3 separate regions of the Mus musculus genome follow, and all the other regions are linked to region 1. Evidence: chromatin contacts called from public HiChIP or PLAC-seq data. All regions are on one chromosome and are shown on one strand. Each heading gives the region's core, a stretch centred on a gene start, on an enhancer-like site or on the middle of the called end of the contact. The rest is flanking DNA. Distances are from core to core; before and after follow the strand shown.

Region 1 (3,734 bases), core at 567-3,066:
TAGCCTTTTGTTTACTTCACCATTAACCTGCTCATAAGAAACAGTCATTACTTGGGGAAAAAAAATGTAAAGAAAAAAATCCTCTTTACTCCAAAATAATGGCCATTACTGTAGAGGGAGATGTCTAGATATTTCTCTCTATGATGTCTAGGAAGACATAGCTTTATCCAGCTTTTTGCTCCTTTTGTTTTAATTGAAACAAAGTCTTGAGTAGATCAGGCTAGCCTCAACTGAATCCCTATAAAGCTGAGAAGCAGTGGTCTTCACTTCAAAATAAGAGTCCTGGGACTCCGAATTCGTTTGGTCTTCATTTCAGAATAAGGGTCCTGGAGCCCCAGCAGAGAATCAGTTTGTGTTGAGAACTTGCAAAGTAGAGTCAGCCCAGAGAAAAGGCAAACATGTTTGGGGCACCAAATGTGACACAAAAATGGTTTTTATGCCCCTAATCTCATTTCTCGGCTCTCTTTGGTTCCCATTGGCTGAATTCTTCAGGGAGCTAAAATCTACCTGCTGTCTAGTATTGTCCCCTTCCGGAATTCCTTATCTAAATGGTACAGGACACAAACCTTTCCTTTTCTGATATGTGAGCTTACAGGCGGGCAGACTACCTGTAACTTTCAACCCTAGAACACACTGACAATACCTAGAGAAGCAGACACCAGCTGCTAGGCAGAGGAAAAAGGGGCCTAGAGCCCCTCCACCATCTCTGACGAGCCCTAAACACACCTTATACTGAAAATGGATCATAATGATTGATTTCTTACATAGCCAAGGTTAACCTTGAACTCCTGGTCCCCCAACCTCTATCAACCCAGGGCTGGGATTGCAGGTGTGTACCTTAAAAAGCTCATAATTTTAGGATGTGTTTTTGTGCTTCTCGAATGTAGTTTAAAAAATCCCAGACACCTCTTGTTGTGCTGGGCCTGAACAGAGCAGAGTTTAAAAAAAAAATCAAATCAAAATAACTCGAGTTAAAGTTGGGTCCCCAGACAGAAACTAAGCTGTCTATTGAATCCCCCAGGAGATCAAGAGAAACCTGAGCTAATGGCCTGCTTTCCAAAAGTCCAGCTTTTGTTCTTTTTCTATCTTGTATGTATTCTGCAACAATTCCATAGAGATATCAATGTACCTATGTGGTATCCACCCCAACTCCCCATTCGCACTCCGTGCAGGCAAAATGCAGAAGATGAAGTCCATAACCCTTAATCCTTACACACAAAAGGACACACACACACACACACACACACACACACACACACACACACACACGTTGTTGTCCTAGCCTTGTCCCGACTCTACCTATAAGGAGAGTAATTTAGAAAGATCCCGCTTCCCCTTCCGTGGTTTCGCAGGTTTCTGGTTTCGGCCCTTCTGTTTACAAAACCAGCGTTTCCCACTTGGCTAGTTAGAATGGTTTGTGTGGTGGAATGAAGTGTCCCCTGCTCCAGGATAGAAAACAAAGCCTGAAGCGATGTCCTTTCTGGTTAGTAGCGACACAGACCGCGTTGCAGCTTAGGACAGCCTCCTCCAAGCTTTTACCGCGATGTAGGCGGGGAGTAACAAGCCTGCCGGGAATTCCTGCAGAAACTCAGTAAGAAACTCGCAAGACAGGCTGGGTGCCATCCCCCGCTCCGCCTGCAAAACGGGAGTCTTGCCAGTCTCCTCGAACTCTACCCTAGGTGCTATTTACTCCTCAACGGAACCCCAGAACTGGATTTCTTGTCTGATTTTTAAAAAATGTTACTGAGAGCCCCGCCCCCACCCACGGCAGGCGACGCGGGGCAGCCCTAGGTGAATCCCCACCGGTGGCACCGCCGGAGGCTCCTCCTCCCTGGGCCGCCGCCCTTGTCACCTGCCGCCCAGGGGCCTTGCGGCGGGCGGCGGGGACCCCAGGGACCGAAATGTGGCGGGCCGACCGGTGGGCGCCCCTACTCCTGTTCCTGTTGCAGAGCGCCCTAGGTAAGTACGGACCGCGGGGACCGCGGGGACCGCGAAGATGTGCCACCCACCCGAGGTCCCGAGAGGGGACTTGGTGCTGGGCCTCAGGGATTCTGTACACTTGCCGCGGGTTTGCTTGGTCCCAGAGTGAAACAATCCTGAGCTTGGACGGCCTTTTCTGGACGAAAGGATCCCGGTTTCCTTATTCCAGGCAGGGCCGGGAGTTCCAGGCACAGACACCGGAAAGCGTTGACTGTATTTGTTGACCGAATCCCAGAGTGCATACCTGATTGACACTTTTAATAGGGGACATACAGGAGCTGCCGGGATCCAGCTCTGGTTGATCTGGTCCCTGCTAGGAGACTCTTTAACGGGGCATTTTCTCTCTTTGTCTTTCATCTGGTAAGACAGCGGGGCACAGAATACCCGAGGCCAGGACCCAAGCACCGAACCCCAATTTTCCACTCATCAACTTCCCCAGGGAGGAAGCCATGGGCATACTTCAGAGTCCTAGACGCAGTCAAAGGAGCAGGAAGGGTTCTTAGAGCCGATAAACAATCATAAACGTTCATATTATTTTTGGTTGCTTCTTTGTCCTGGCCACTGTGTTCTCCTTAAGGTTTTCAACCCAGCTGCTCTAAGTGGTAGACAGTCATCATTTTTAAGTGAGGGAAACTGAGGCTCAGAGCACTTCATAGGTTGCTTTAGAAGTACCCCAGAGGGGCACACACAGGGCAGAGGAATAAGGCTGAGCCCTAGGTTTGCCCATGACCAGTGCTGCCCCTGCCCTGAGCGAGCTCACAGCTCTGTAGCAGTGTTTTTGAGTTAACGAGGGTCTTGGGGGACACGGGATTATGTTCCATCCCTGACACAAACTGGTTTAGTTAACATTGATCTCTGAGCCGTGTCTCTTTGATGATGGCTGTGGGTAACACCTTGCCCCAAGGGGTAGTCTGTCCTGAGGACTGAATGACATTTTATACAGTGCTATACCAGTCCCTGGAACCCTTGAAGACTCTGTGAAGTGTGGCAACTCTGAACTGTGACTTTCCCCATGTGGCCAAGCTCAAACTTTGGGCCTGTCCTGCTCATGGATGGCTCACGGATGGCTTAAAACTAAGGGGCTTACATACAGAGTGGCCTCTTGCTAGACAAACTGGAAGCTGGGTTTAACTGCGGTGTCTCAATTATGCACCTTCAGGGCACAGGACAGGAGAGAAAAAGACACCCACATCTGGGGTCAAAAATGAGGGGGCAGCCCTGGCGTGAGCTTGAGCTGAGAGAATCATGTAGACTTGGGCTTACCTTGCCTGGTGCCTAAAAAAAAAAAAAAAAATGTATGGGTCTCCATGGTGACCCACGTGACTGAATTCTCCCTGTGACCATGAGCTCCCGTGGGGCAGAAGATGAAGCCATTTCCTTCTGTTCCCTGGTACACAGAGGAAGATAGGAAGCATGGGTTAAAGCTGGTCGGGTGTGGTTGTTCCTGCGTGTATTCCTAGTACCCAAGAGGCTGAGTTAAGAGATTACCGCACATTTGAGCTAGCCTAGACTAAGCTGTTTGTCTCTCCCATAGTCAAAAGGGGACTGGTGAGATGGCTCTGAAGGTAAGCGTTCCTGACATTCAATGGACAGAATCTACACGTTAGAAGGAAAGAACCAATGTTTGCAAAGTGAGCTTTTGCCTCCACATAGACACCATAGCGTGCATCACACACATGATAAATAAATGTAAAAGGTGATTAAAGCAGGTGGTGGTGGCACACGCCTTTAATCCAGCACTAGGGAGACACAGG
Region 2 (3,734 bases), core at 900-3,399, 250 kb before region 1:
ATGTAAACACCGCCTGCCAAGGCTGTGGAGAGTAGCTGACTCCATTCCGTTTGCTGCATGTAACTCAGACACCCGAGCAGAGCCGGTTCTCTTCAGGGCACTGCTACTGCAGCTCAATGGCGAGAGGGTTTTTCTGTTTCTCTGTTTTCATATTGAGGATTGAACCTGGCATCTCCAGCATGCCGGTCAAGGGCTTTACCATTGAACTACATCACTCTAGGCCAGGCTGAGCTTTGTGTAGGTTTTTGGAGCTGGGTGGCAGGTCTGGAGCTCTAAGTTATAGTATCTTCATGCCTGCCCACCCCCCCTTTGGACCCACACTTCCTGTAACATCATGCAGCATTGCTTCTCGTGGGTTAGTGAGCACTCCAAGGTTTTAAAACCTTAAAATATAGCATGATTGAATAGTTAAAAAAAAAAAAATCAAATCTGTGTTCCCCCAAAACACTAAAAGCTCCTCTCTTGGAAACTGGCTGCCAATGAAGCAAATTGGAAAGCTGCAGTGAAGAGTAACAGGATACTGATTTCATCTTTTTCATAATCCTCCCACATCCAATGTATAACTGAACGCTAACGTGAAATCCCCATCAAAATGAACAACTGTGCATGCTGCATAAACACCCAGACTCTGAGACTTAATATATTCCTCAAATTCTGCCCTTTTACTTACTTCTGAGTTTGTGTACATGCATCAGGTGTGTGCATAAGCCCTCAGAGGTCAGAGGAGGGGTGGGATCACCTGGAACTGAAGTTACATACGGGTGCTAGGACTCAGAGCCCAGTTCTGTGCAAGAGCAGTAGGTGCTCTTAACAGTGGACATCCCCCGCCCCCGGCACACTATTTTGTTAACATATATTTATTGAATGTTTATATGTGTGTTTGACTGTGGCCTCAGCAACACTCAGGTATTAGTCAAAGGACAACTTGCAAAAGCTGATTCTCTCCTCCTGCCATGTTGATCCCCGGGATCCGGGAACTCCAACTGTCAGGCTTTGCAGTAAGTGTGTCTGTCTGTACCAGCTGAGCCATCTCATAGGACTACATATTGATATATTGGACTAGAGGTAATGGCATTGTGTTAAGATAGGTTTTATTTTGTTTTGTTGGGCAGGACCGTATTATGTAGTCCAGACTAGTCTCCCACTTGCTAATATTATAAACGTGTGCCACACCCAGTTCTTAAAATAACATTTTAAAGTAATCACTAATCATAGCTACAGATGGTCAATTACTTCTCTGGCCAACTAGTAGATGAGAGACTTCTACGAAAAGTTCAAGTAAATGTATTGTCCTAGATAGCCTTCAATATTGGGACGCGAATATATATATATTTGGTTTTAAACCCTACAATAAAACATCACTCTACATAATCCTAGTTTGAATCTGAAACATGGACGTGAGCCGCTAGAATCTTAATCCCCAGAGGAGATGATGAGATTTCGCACGGAAGCTGGAACCCCACAACCTGGAAACAGACAGCTATTGAAGGGTTCAAGAGGAAGCGGACAAGTTTCCAGATGCCAGGGAAGCAGAGAAGCACGAGGATTCCTGCATCCTGGGGGAGGGGAGGAGAGAGGGGAGTGGGGCTTCCACCTGCTGCCAGGAGGGTTTTACTAGCCACACCTTCCCTGCCCTCCGGGAGGGGGGGGCCAGGTTGGGCCTGACATCTTTCAAAAAGTCGAACTGCGGGTGGAGAAATTGCTGGTGGAGGAGAAAGGACCTGGGGGCGAGGGTTGTTTTGCAGGACGTTACCCCGAAGCTGCTGGGGGAGATCCTGGGCATCAGGCGGTTGGTCCTTAGCAACGTCTAGGGGGTTCCTGGAGGATCTGGGCAGCTGCTGCTCTAGCTGAGGCTGCTTTAACTTTCAGGGATCCTGGGGATCCATCACCCAGAGCTGCTGCAAACCTGTTCCGAGCGGCCGCGACCCGGCCCCGCCCTGCGAAGGGGAGACTCACCTGTGCGCTCGAGGGGAGAGGCCCGAGGGGGGATGCCCACGAGCGCGGCCTGGGGCGGACAGACCCTCACCACCCGGAGCCACCACGCCCTCAACGCGGGCCGCAGCGGCCGCCTCAGCCGGCGACACGGGCGGTGACCTAGGGCTGAGCGAGGTTGCCAGCGTCGCGCGCGCTCCCGGGCCCGCGCGCCTCGCGCCCTCCCTGGGTTCCTCGCGCCCAGGGGGCGCGCTGCGCCGGCGCACAGACAGGAGGGCGGGGCTGACAGCTGGGTGGGCGGGAGTCGCCGAGTGGTGGGCGGGGCTCTGGGGGCGGGGGTGGGTTCTGCGCGCGCGCATTCGCCTGCTCCTCTTGGCTGGCTGGCACTGGCTTTGAGGGACTTGGGCCGGCACTCTTTTTTTTTTTTTTTCCCACCCCCCCTGGGCCGGCACTCTTAAGGCAGAGGCTTTCCTTGACCTCCAGAACGGGACTTTTGATGTCCCCTTGGTATCCGCCGCCCCCAAGAAACATTTTCTCTCTCTTTTTGCTGACCTCACGTGACAGTGACAGGAACAGCTAGCCGGGATACTAGGAACCTTCTCGGGGCGGGTTCCTGTGAGCTTAACCCGGGGTAGCCTTCTAGGAACCTGGCAGCCGGATGTGCCCGACCTCGCCCCGCAGCTCCCGTCGCCCAGTAGAGGCGATGGCGACGTGGCTGTGCTATGGGTGTCACCAGGTGTGTGACTGCGCGCGCCCCATCCCTCCCTCCATTGCACCCAGCACAGATGTACAATATTAATGATATTTGCGTTTGCCTTTCCACACAGTCTTGCTTATCTCCCTTGGAGATAATGGAACATTAATTATGTCTAGGTCAGGGTTTAGGCTAGTAGTAGCGCCGAGGCTGGCTGGCATTTTAATTTTAATTGCTGTTGCTGAGACCAGCCTGTCAGGGAGCTGTGCCCTCTTCCAGCTCACAAACTGGATGAACGGTACAGAGCTGGAGAACTCTCAGCTCCCGCTAGAAGGATTCTGCTCTGCTATCCAGGCCGTATGGCTCAGTTCTGAGGGTCCTTGCTCCCAACCCCGGACGCACGTGATGGAAGGAGAGAACTCCTGCAAGTGTTCTCTGACTTCCACACGGCTGCCCTTCTGAATAATAAACAAATAATAAATAGAAAATCAGCTTTTGTCATTTACGCAAGACCCTTCATAGGACAAATGAAACAAGGGGGTCAAAACTAAGGACACAGTGTTGTCACTCGGTGAGAGTCATGGGCACAAAATGCAGGGCATAGCATCCTCGTCAGAGTGACTCCCATAGTGTCCCCCACAGGATCACAGTGTTGTATCCCTTTTGCTTTAGGAAGTTTCTGCAGCTTTCCACCCTGAGGCTCCTGATTAAACTTGACTTAACACGTCAAGTTCTTCACTTTTTCATCAAAGAATTATGGAGAGTGACTTCTATACTCACATCAAGAAGCATAGAAATGTTTCCCCTTGGGCTGGTGAGATGGCTAGATGGTTAAGAGCACTGACTGCTCTTCCAAAGATCCTGAGTTCAAATCTCAGCAACCACACGGTGGCTCACAACCATCTGTAATGAGATCTGACTCCCTCTTCTGGAGTGTCTGAAGACAGCTACAGTGTACTTACATATAATAATAAATAAATAAATCTTAAAAAAAAAGAAAGAAAGATTCTCTGAACTCAGTTTCTGAGGTGACTCAGTTGGCTAAATACTGGGTTCAGTGAGAAATTGCGTCTCAAAATATGCAATAAAGAGTAAATGTGGCCAGCTT
Region 3 (3,734 bases), core at 833-3,332, 140 kb before region 1:
CTCAATTGATTCCTGTCAAGCTGAAATCTCAAGGGGATTATATAACAGACTGGAAGGATGGAGCCTCCACCCTCAAGTCAGGGACTTGAAGCTCAAGAAGCATGAACTCCATGGCTATGGGCTCTGAAAGGGTCAAAGTCATAGTTTATATCAAGAGTACCCTGTAAGAGCTGCCTCCCTGATAAAAAGTCACCCAGAGGTCACCTGAGCTGTGCTTTGTCTCCCTGCTAATCTTCTGAGCAGGTGATAGAATTGGGCATATACATTCAACCATTTATCCATCTCTCTGTTCATCTATTCATCATCTGTCTGTCCATCCATCCATCTATCCATCTGTCCATCCACCTATCTGCCCATTTACCCATCCATCCATCCATTTGTCCATCCGTCCATCCATCCATCTGTCCATCCATCCACCTACCCATCCATCTCCCCATCTCTTTCCTCCATCCTCCCTCCATATATCCATTTATCTCTGATCTTTCAGTCTTTGCTGGACACTTTCATGTGCAGGACATTGCTCCTGCACACAAATTAATTGGACCTGAATTCTGTCCTCCAGAATTTCATCCAGAAAGGAAGACTGGGTTCTTAACAACCATGCCATGCCAGGCAATAGAATGGAGAAGCTACGATTCAAAGACACAAAGCTATTCTTTTGTAGCCACGGTTAGTAGATGGCAGAGCTCAGGTTTTAATCTAGACCTTTGTATTTCTATGATATCACTTTTCAGGATAGGGAAAAGAGCCACAAAATCCTATAAATACAAGTTAGTGGGAGTCAGAAGGAAGCCAAAAATCTATGTTCAGGCAAGAGCTCAGTAGATGCTTGCTTTTGTAAGGACTCTGGGAAGGGTGGCAGGGACAGTAGTGAACCTGAGAAGCCCACTGGGCTATTTCTGTCATCTGTCAGCACCAGCTGGCAGCGCCTTCTTTTGGGGAAAAGGTTGGAGGTGGGGCTCCCAGAGTCTGGGGGCTGGCAGGACCCTGCATTCCCAGGTGATCATTATCTTGGGGGCTGAAGGCTGGAGATACACTAGAGAGCAGGGCTGGGTGGGGAGGAGAGAAGGTGTGTGCTCTGGAAACTTCAGGGTTGAATTGTCTGTTTCCTAGCATGGCATTCATCAGCCTCAGCGTACTGGGCTGTGTAAGCGCACCTCCAGGGCAGTGGTGTGAAGATGGATCCTCCAGTAAGAGGTCAGTGACAACTGGGTCCCCAGCCAGTGGCAGGCACTTGTCAACAGTTATTGTTATTTCTTAGCTTCCAACCCCTCTGCCTGTATTGAGTTAACCCCCCTGGCCCACTGCCAGCAAAAACAGTGTGTTGGTTAATCTTTCAAGCACTCTATGATGCTTGTAAAATTGATTTTATCTACCTTGGTCTGGAGGACTTGGGGGGAGGAGACCTGTGAGAATAAAGTAGGCTTTGGGTTAGAATATCCACCTTTCTCTGATGTGGACATATATTTGAATGAACTCATATATGGAAATATGGTCTTTCATATTTCTTATCTTTGAGCTGAAGTTCTCATGGCTGTGGAGTTCATGTGCTCCACAGTGCTGAGTGAACAATATGTGCATATTTCTTAGAGGTCAGAGGAACAAGGAGGAGAGGTGAGATCAAGCCGTGTGTGTGTGGGGGGGGGGGGTGCACTTTAGGTCACCGAGAATCTCTTTTGCTAGTCTCTAACTCAGGACCGCTACTTTGAACCTCAGCTTCAAAGGGGGGCGGGGGGATCCTGCCGAGCTCAAGGGCAGCCGGGATGATGCCAGGAATTACTGGGGACAGTATCTGGCCCGAGGGAAGAACTTCCGTGATGGAAGTCATGACAATTACAGTTTGAGCAGCTGCCTGGATTGATGGGAAGGCCTCCCGGCAAAGGAGCCAGGAGCTAGAACGCTGAGCCTCACAGCTCATCAACTTCCCAACTTACACAGACTATCCCTGGTCCCTCAGGGGAACCCTGCACAGGAGGGGCAGAAAGCAGGGCACATGGGTGTGGCGCTAAAGGAGAAGTGGGGCTGGGCTTGTCTGGGCAAAGCAGACGAGAAGCAGTCTTACTCCAGACAGAGGGTGAGCCCCTGTATGAAACCGAAACTTGATGGGATGGCGGAGAGGAGAGGGAGGAGGCTGGTGGGAGGGGAGAGACCCCACACACCGACAAAACCCTCTAGATTCTCATGCAACCCAAACCAAATGGGTCCTTTTCTACACTCCAGCCTTTTGCCTGGGAGGCTAGCTGGGAGCCACAGAGGAAGGACAAGGGGGCGGGGCTTGGAGGAAGCCAGGCATTCTCAATGGGAGAATGTGCCGACCACCGGGCGGGTCATGCTCAAGTGCAGCTGGAGTTAGACTGTCTATTGGGGTGCAGCTGTGCTCCCCACAGAGCAGCGGGAGGACTAGCAGGTCCTGGAGAGTATGGCCTGCTTCTCTCCTGCCTGCTGTAGCCTGGAGGGGGAAGAGAACCTTGGAGTTTCTTTTGATTGGGCTCTTCAACCTAATCCCCAATCAAATTCCCACCTAGGCTCCTGGCAGCCACCCCTTCCTGTCACCCTCTGCCTGGGGAGGCTCCTCTGGGCCTCCTTACCTCTGGTGCCTTGCTCACTGCTCCTGCACCCACCCCTGCTTATTGCCTCCGAGCCTCAGTTTTCCTGCATGTAAAATGTGGGTGTGTGTGCCAGTGTGATTCCAAGGGTTAAATGAGATAGACTCAGTCTGATGTCTGTAACAGGAGTCGGGTGAATGGAGGTTGCTACAATGAACATAATAAGAGAAGAACTTTGGTCTCCAGTGTTTTGGGGACTTGAACTTGGGTCTTCTGATGAGCGAGCCGCACTCCCCCCTCTATGCCAGGAGGGTCACTTGTGAGAAGACCCTTGCACCTCCTCCTACTCTCACCCAGGTTTCTGCAGGTGGAGAGGTGACCATGACCTTGGCCTGACTTGGGGACTCTCCACCCTCACTGAGCATGCTCTCTGTAACTCCGCCAAGGCCAAGCCCAGCCTTGGTAGCTCTGAGTAGCCCCTGGAGGACTGAAGTGGCACTTACCCTCGCTTGCATTTCTTGTAGACTTTGCAAATATTCTCCTCGGGGAGGCCGTACTTCTCAGAGATCTGGAAGGAAACGGTAAGGTTTCACTGCCTGTGGCCCAAACTGGATTTATACATACTTTATACTACTGCCTTTTACTTGGTGGCTATAAAAGTAATAAATAGCGGGAAAACAAAGAGAATTACAATGATCCTATTTCCCTGGGGAGAACACCACTGTCACCTGGGCACCTTCCCCTCTGTGTGCTGTGCATGCGTACATACGCATAAATTTACATCACCCGTAGGGGGTTTGATATTATTTTGAATTGTCTTATGATAAGCCAAATCACAAGAAACCCTTAGCAAACTGCATTTTAGTGTCTATAAAATATCTAGTTGAGCATCTACCATTTCCTTTGGTTCTCACCTAGGGTCTGACCTTTGGATCTGTGTTTAAGGACTGATTTTTCACTGGCTGGTGACCTCATGCAGACTCTTTGTGGGGACAGCAAGAATGCCTCCCCCGCCCCCCGCCAGAGGACTGCTGAGAGAATTAAATGATTGGCTGATGATGTCATATGTTCACGCCAGCTCCTGCCATGTACCAAAGCCCCCATGAGTGTCACTGTCACTGTCTTGGGAGCAATGGGCGTGCTCCAGAACCTGCTTTTAGGTGGGGTACCCCGCATGTCCCTCTCCTG

Evidence for each region. HiChIP or PLAC-seq counts read pairs in DNA pulled down with a chosen protein or histone mark.
Region 2: a contact with region 1 is called in an HNF4G HiChIP or PLAC-seq map of pancreatic cancer cells. The contact joins the promoter of Rcan3 here to the promoter of Ifnlr1 in region 1. A contact is called at or near these places in 8 of 39 promoter capture datasets (the C10 cell line, the SN4741 cell line, cranial neural crest and 5 more), 8 of 484 Hi-C or Micro-C datasets (embryonic stem cells, lens fibers, olfactory sensory neurons and 1 more), 14 of 115 datasets of contacts at active chromatin or transcription factors (the 230-238 cell line, T-cell acute lymphoblastic leukemia, acute myeloid leukemia and 8 more) and 2 of 9 other capture datasets (adipose tissue and liver).
Region 3: a contact with region 1 is called in an H3K27ac HiChIP or PLAC-seq map of embryonic stem cells, with 8 read pairs. The contact joins the enhancer-like site here to the promoter of Ifnlr1 in region 1. A contact is called at or near these places in 4 of 39 promoter capture datasets (the HPC-7 cell line, hippocampal neurons, liver and 1 more), 13 of 115 datasets of contacts at active chromatin or transcription factors (bone marrow-derived macrophages, embryonic basal ganglia, embryonic hindbrain and 4 more) and 4 of 9 other capture datasets (adipose tissue, liver, macrophages and 1 more).

What each region holds. Positions count from the first base shown.
Region 1 is chr4:135,684,641-135,688,374 of GRCm38.p6, forward strand. It overlaps Ifnlr1 (interferon lambda receptor 1), which reads left to right and starts at 1,817. Exons shown (of 7, transcript NM_174851.3): 1 at 1,817-1,959. The coding sequence starts at 1,902.
Region 2 is chr4:135,431,656-135,435,389 of GRCm38.p6, forward strand. Rcan3 (regulator of calcineurin 3) reads right to left here and starts at 2,150. Exons shown (of 5, transcript NM_022980.4): 1 at 1,957-2,150.
Region 3 is chr4:135,543,194-135,546,927 of GRCm38.p6, forward strand. It overlaps Grhl3 (grainyhead like transcription factor 3), which reads right to left. Exons shown (of 16, transcript NM_001013756.2): 15 at 3,050-3,114. Among named protein-coding and RNA genes, the nearest start is that of Gm30888, 29 kb to the right of the region's middle. Within about 2 kb of position 2,083, at least 87 of the 459 cell types and tissues checked have an H3K27ac peak or open chromatin away from gene starts, as enhancers often do. A contact at or near this core is called in adipose tissue, bone marrow-derived macrophages and embryonic stem cells, where this site is marked.